Linked DNA regions of Mus musculus: region 2 is linked to region 1. A link is a contact called in public HiCAR-type data. All regions are on one chromosome and are shown on one strand. Each heading gives the region's core, a stretch centred on a gene start, on an enhancer-like site or on the middle of the called end of the contact. The rest is flanking DNA. Distances are from core to core; before and after follow the strand shown.

Region 1 (2,922 bases), core at 193-2,692:
TCAATAAATAAAAGGGTTGGTAAGATAGCTTGGCTGGTAAAGATACTTGTTTGGCCTAGTGACCAGCTTACACAGTGGAAGGAAAGAGCTGATTCCAAATAGCTGTCTTCTTATCTTAGCCATATTCTTTCTCTCTCTCTCTCTCTCTCTCTCTCTCTCTCTCTCTCTCTCTCTCTCACACACACACACACACACACACATACACACACTAAATATATGTAAAAAGAATTAAACTAAATAGGGTGAAAAGAAAACTATCTTGGTTATTTTTCTCATGTCACCATGACAAAGAACCTGGCAGAAGCATCTTAAGTGAGGAGGGGTTTACTTGACTCACAGTTCTGTCGGCACCCTCCCTCCATCATGGTCGGATTGGCAAGGCCAATGGCTTGGTCAGCAGTGGCCGAACATTGTCAATCAGTAACTCCACACCTTGGCCAACCAGGAAGCTGAGAGCTCTGGCCAGAGGGAGATGTATCCATCACCTGCAAGGCCTGCCTCTGGAGAGCCATTTTTGCGAATTAACCCATAGTCCCAAAGGTTCTACAACTGTCCCACAGTGCCACAATCTGGGGACCAGGTTTTCAATGCCACGAGCCTGTGTTAAATGTTTCTGATTCTAGTCCCAACAACAGTATTTGGTAGCTGTATGCACCCAACTTTATGTAGTCACATGAAATGTTTTGATGGTAACTGAAGTCTTCTTGAAAACCAACCAACAAATAAGGAAACAATAAAGGAATAGTACGCTGGAGACGGGGTGAGGTGTGCTGCAGGTGTTAAAGCCTGGAGCCCAAAGGTTGCAGGCATGGAACCTGATGCTTATGGAAGCAACTGCAAACTCTCATCACAGCTCTGAGAGACCAAGGTTTCACTCTCTCTAGATTGCCTGGGACCCAACGTAGTTCTTACCCCAAAGGGAATACAATTTTGGAGCCAAATATGTGCCCATGGCCTATAAACAGATTTCTGCCTTTGCGAATTCCATGGTCAATGTGGGAAGTGTTAGTTTGAAAGAAGAAAGGAGAGAGAGAGAGCATATGAGAGAGAGAGAGAGAGAGAGAGAGAGAGAGAGAGAGAGGAGAGAGAGAATGGAGTTATAAGCCAAAGCATTTTAAATACATTTGTGGAAACCTTAAGTGAACAGAATGCAGTGGAGAAATCTCAGCCACAGGCCTCAGGTCATTTATGCTCTTATCATTTATGCTTAATTTCATTGTTTATCCCTCCACTTCTGTCTGTTCTGGGTGAGATGTGCAGGTAATCTCCCGGGCTTCGAACATAAACTGCGAGAATGTTTGGCCAGTTATTATCTGTCCCACTAAAAAGGCAGCTCAGCTCGGCCAATTCAGACCATTGGGTACCGAACCCTGCTGCACCAGGCGGAGCTCTCACAAACACGCATGCGCATCTCGAGACGCGCGACTGCGCAGGCGCCGGACACCTAGCCTTAAGGAGACGCGCCAATCCTACTTGGAACATGGCTCTCAGGCCCCAGAGGACTTTCAGGCGGCGCCAGGTCGAGTCCAGCGATAGCGATAGCGATAGCGACGGCGCGAAGGAGCAGAGTGCGGAGGAGCCGGCGTCTGCCGGCGGCCGAACAGAGGGAGCGGAGCGGCCGCGCGGGGCCCGCAGCGCCCGGGGCCGAGGTCGGGTCTGGGCGAGTTCCCGCCGCAGCCCGGGAGCTGCTCCCCGCGGGGACGGCGGAGCAGGTGACCGAGGGGTGGAAAGGGCTCCGTTGCTCAGATCCAGAGGCCTCTATGGCCGTCTGCACCCGCATTGCTCAATGCCGGGGTTGCCCGAAGCCTCCCATAGATCTTGGTGGCACTTTGCAGTTTGCATCCTCAGGTGACCCGCACCGACTAGAGCATACAGCCATTGGTGTGCACACACTGAACCCAAATCCTCAGAGAGGTCCTGAACGACTCCTCGTGCTGTTAGCTGTTAAATGTGGATGAAAGTCGTGTGAGCCTTTGGGAGCTTGTCTAACAGTTTTCTAAGAACACCAGACAGTGACTAAAAGAATAAGGACAGGGTTTGGAACGTTGTCATTTTTAAAATCAGTCATCTGCAACAACAACAAAAAGTAGATTAAAAATAATGTAAAACGAGGTGCTGTGACTGAGATTGGTGACACTAAGGACCGTTCCATTCATGTGATCAAATACCAAGTCATTTGAGGGCTGGCGAAGCCAGTCAGCAGTTAAGAGCACTGGTTACTCTTAGAGGACCCGAGTTCAGTGTCTAGCACCAACTTGGTGGTTCAGGACCGTCTGTAACTCTGGGACATTGGAACTCCTCCCCTAACCCTGTCAGGCAGCAGACACACACAGTGTAGGAAGATCACTGTGTTGTACAATAGATACACTAAACTTATTCTTGTAAAATTTTGTAACCTTTGCCAACATACATTCCCACATTGGCTCATATTAACCACCATTCTATTCAGTGTCTGTGATTTCCTTCAAATTGTTTGGATTCTACATATTAATGAGAGCTTAACATATCTGTCTTTCTGTGCCCAGCGTATAGCACTTAAAATAATGACTTCAAGGCTTGGGATCTTACTGATTTCTTAGTCAATGTCAGGGGCCCGGTTCATCTAAAGTTTGATTGATCTTTTTTGTATTTGTAACAAAGTATGCCGGTCATCTGTTTACCTTGAGTTAAGTAAGTACTTCTCTTCCCTCCTAGATCAGTGGTTCTCAAATTTCTTTGGCCTTTGAACTCTCTTTGTAACTCTTAAAAATAGAGGTCCCAAATAGCCCAGGTTTCTATAGATTATTTTTCTTTTGTTACCACTATCCTTAAGATAGTGGTACTCGGCTCAAAGTTTTACAAAATTAATAATTTGCATTGCTTCATCAACAAACGTGAATGAAAATGGCTTTCTTTTCCCTTTCTTGGTGTGTGGTGAAGAAT
Region 2 (2,922 bases), core at 209-2,708, 1.0 Mb after region 1:
GGCCTAAGCATAAGCTTTAAGTTTCTGTGACCCAGTTGTGAGTTGTGGCGTCATTTGTACCCACTGAGAAGAAAACAAGCCCCGTGCCACACTCATGTCCAGATCAGCAAAAAGTATTTAAACTGTGAGCACCATTTATGCTTTTTCCATGTCTTCATAAAGAACCTAAACCCTATCTTGTTTTATTAAATATATAATTTTTATGTTTCTTTAAACATAATGTGTGTGTGTATGTATGTATGTATGTATGTATGTATGTATGTATATTAGTGTCTGTATATATGCACTATAAGTAACCACAGAATCCTGTTCCCTCGGAGCTGGAATTGCAGGTGGTTGTAAGCCACTGACATGGGTGCTGGGAACAGAACTCAGATCTCCTGGGAAAGCCGCCAAATGCTCTTAACAACAGAGCCATCTCTCCAGCCCCTCCTTTGTTTTGTGTGAAGAACTTTGAATGGGCTCATTGAAGTGTTTTCTAGCACTCAAAGTAGGGAATGGGCAGGGGGAGCAGCGGACATTCGGGGAATTAAAGTTAAAGTGAATTGATAGCGGAGGATGGATGTCAGCCATAAGGAAAGTGGGCAGGAGGGATACAGGTCTGGATGAGGGTGGGAGGGCATTTAAAAGGATGACGTGGGGGTGGGGGGAATGAAGCTAAAAGGGCGGAAATTCTGGGCTAGGGATGACCCATTAGAATGAAAGAGCAAGAAGACAGGGAATAGCAGGAGCTTGGAAATGAAGTGATGGGTGTGGGTGTATGTGTGGGCAACAGGGATAAAGGACTGAAATGGACAACCTTGGGCAAACCCCAGGCCCTCCATGGGCCTCAGTATCCAGGTCTACAGGGTAAAGGACTGCACCCTAATGAAAAGAGGGGCTTCGGGAGCACCCTGGTTGTGTCTTGGGAGCTGAGGTGCAGGGCCAGGTTGGGGGTGGGATAGGTGGGATGGAGTAAGGTGGGGTGGGATGAGATGAGATAGAAAGATGCAGGGTAGAAGTCTCAGCTTTGGTCCCACAGGGGTGTGCACCGTGCAGAGGGGCCTTAGATGGCTGTCACTGGAGTTAGCAGGGCAGGTGGGTGTGGGCACCTGCTGGCAAGGGCAGGGTACCGTGCGAAGGGCTGAGGACAAGGGTTCCTGCATCTTACCGGAGATGGGCAGCGAGGTTCTGGGCACCGAGCGGGGGACGCGGCCGCACACCGGGGCGCTCAGCATCGCCAGCAGCAGCAGCAGCAGCGACGACGGCGGCGGGAAGAGAGAGACCGGAGGCGGCCGGGGGCCCGGGCGGGGCCGCTCGGCCCTGGCCAGCATCTCTGGCTCCGCCTGGTGCCGGGTGGGGCGCGTCGGGCAGCCTCTACTCAGTACCGCTACTGCGCGGGCCTCGGCCCCTCTCGGGTACCCTCGGCCGAGCTCGGCCTGCAGCGGTGAGATGAAACACAACCCGACTCCTCCCACTCACAAAGGAACCAATGGAGGACCGGTTTCTTCCTATAACCAATGAAAATTGAGTGGAGGAGGGACGAGGAAGAGAGGCCCTACCCAGGTGTAGGCGGAGCTAGGACAGGTGTAGGTGTGGGTTTCTTCCTCAGAAGGATGGAAACGTTCCTAGGTCTGGAGTCACCAGTGAATTTGTAGCAGTTGCTCCAAATCCCCAAATATCCATATCTGTGCTACTAAGAGCACCAGATTTTTCAGATTTTTATTTATTTTTTTTGTTCCTGTAAGATGGCTCAGTGAGTATAAGGGGCCAGCTGCTAAACTTGAAGTCTGAGTTGGATTTAACCACTGCCCCCACCCCGGGACCCAACAACATGGAAAGCAGAGAATCCACTTGCTCAGATGGTCCTCTGACTTCCACATGCACGCCATGGTACTAATGGCCTCCAACACACATACACACAATAAATAAATTAAAATGCAAATATACTTATGAATATATTAGTTACTTTTCTCATTGCTAAGGTCCAACTTAAGGAAGGGTTTATTTTGGTTCACAGTTGGAAGATATAGTCTGCCATGATGGAAAAGCAGGGTGGCAAAAAACTGAAAAGTCTGGTCACATTGCATCTGCAATAGGAAGAAGAGAGCTTAGCCCAGAGTATGGTGCCATCCATAGTCAGGGTGGGTCTTCCCACCTCAACAAAATCGAGAGACTCCCTCACAGTAGCTCGTCCAGTTTTGTCTCTGGGTGGTTCTAGACTCTATCAAGTAGACATTGTTAACGGTCCCACTTTGAATCATTGGGCTGGAGAGATAGTCCAGGGGTTAAGAGCACTGACTCCTCTTCCAGAGGTTCTGAGTTCAATTCCCAGCAACTACATGGTGGCTCACAATCATCTGTAATGGGATCTGATGCCCTTTTCTGGTGTGTCTGAAGAGAACAATAGTGAATACATTAAAAAAAAAAGTAAAATAAATAAAATAAAAGAACTAAGGAGACTGGGAAGTGTGCTGGCCAGAGTCAGGAATGACCACTGTGTATTTGAGAGGAGACTCCACAGAAATACACCCAATGCAGTAGACCTGGAGTGGTGCCTTGGCCCTGTTCTTCACGTAAAACTACCTCATTTCTAGGCAGCCTTTAAGGAGTCAAGTGCCCAGGTTTTCTACAGAAGCTGTGGTTTAGGGCAGGACTCTGACATGTGAAGTAACTTCCTCCTGTCTCAGAGGGAACTTGCGCTTACCAGGTGTTTCACTTATGATTCCGTATCATCTCCTTGCCATCCTGGGAGGGAGACCTGAAACAGAAGTTAACATCCCCAGTGGTGTGCTATTGGGAACTGTATTGGGATTTGCTGTCTCAGATGCAGGGTTGACAGACTTCCTACAAACAGGCAGTTTTTAGCTTTTTAAAACTCCTACCCACTTAGGTATGTCAACAAGCCCTTTACCAACCCTCACTTTCATATTGAGAAAGAGA

The links. HiCAR-type assays count read pairs that join an accessible place to other places.
Region 2: a HiCAR-type map of astrocytes shows a contact between it and region 1, with 4 times the contacts expected there. The contact joins the promoter of Sema4f here to the promoter of Gcfc2 in region 1. A contact is called at or near these places in 1 of 39 promoter capture datasets (embryonic stem cells) and 1 of 115 datasets of contacts at active chromatin or transcription factors (astrocytes).

What each region holds. Positions count from the first base shown.
Region 1 is chr6:81,922,227-81,925,148 of GRCm38.p6, forward strand. It overlaps Gcfc2 (GC-rich sequence DNA binding factor 2), which reads left to right and starts at 1,443. Exons shown (of 17, transcript NM_177884.3): 1 at 1,443-1,712. The coding sequence starts at 1,481.
Region 2 is chr6:82,938,311-82,941,232 of GRCm38.p6, forward strand. It overlaps Sema4f (sema domain, immunoglobulin domain (Ig), TM domain, and short cytoplasmic domain), which reads right to left and starts at 1,459. Exons shown (of 14, transcript NM_011350.4): 1 at 1,151-1,459. The coding sequence starts at 1,313.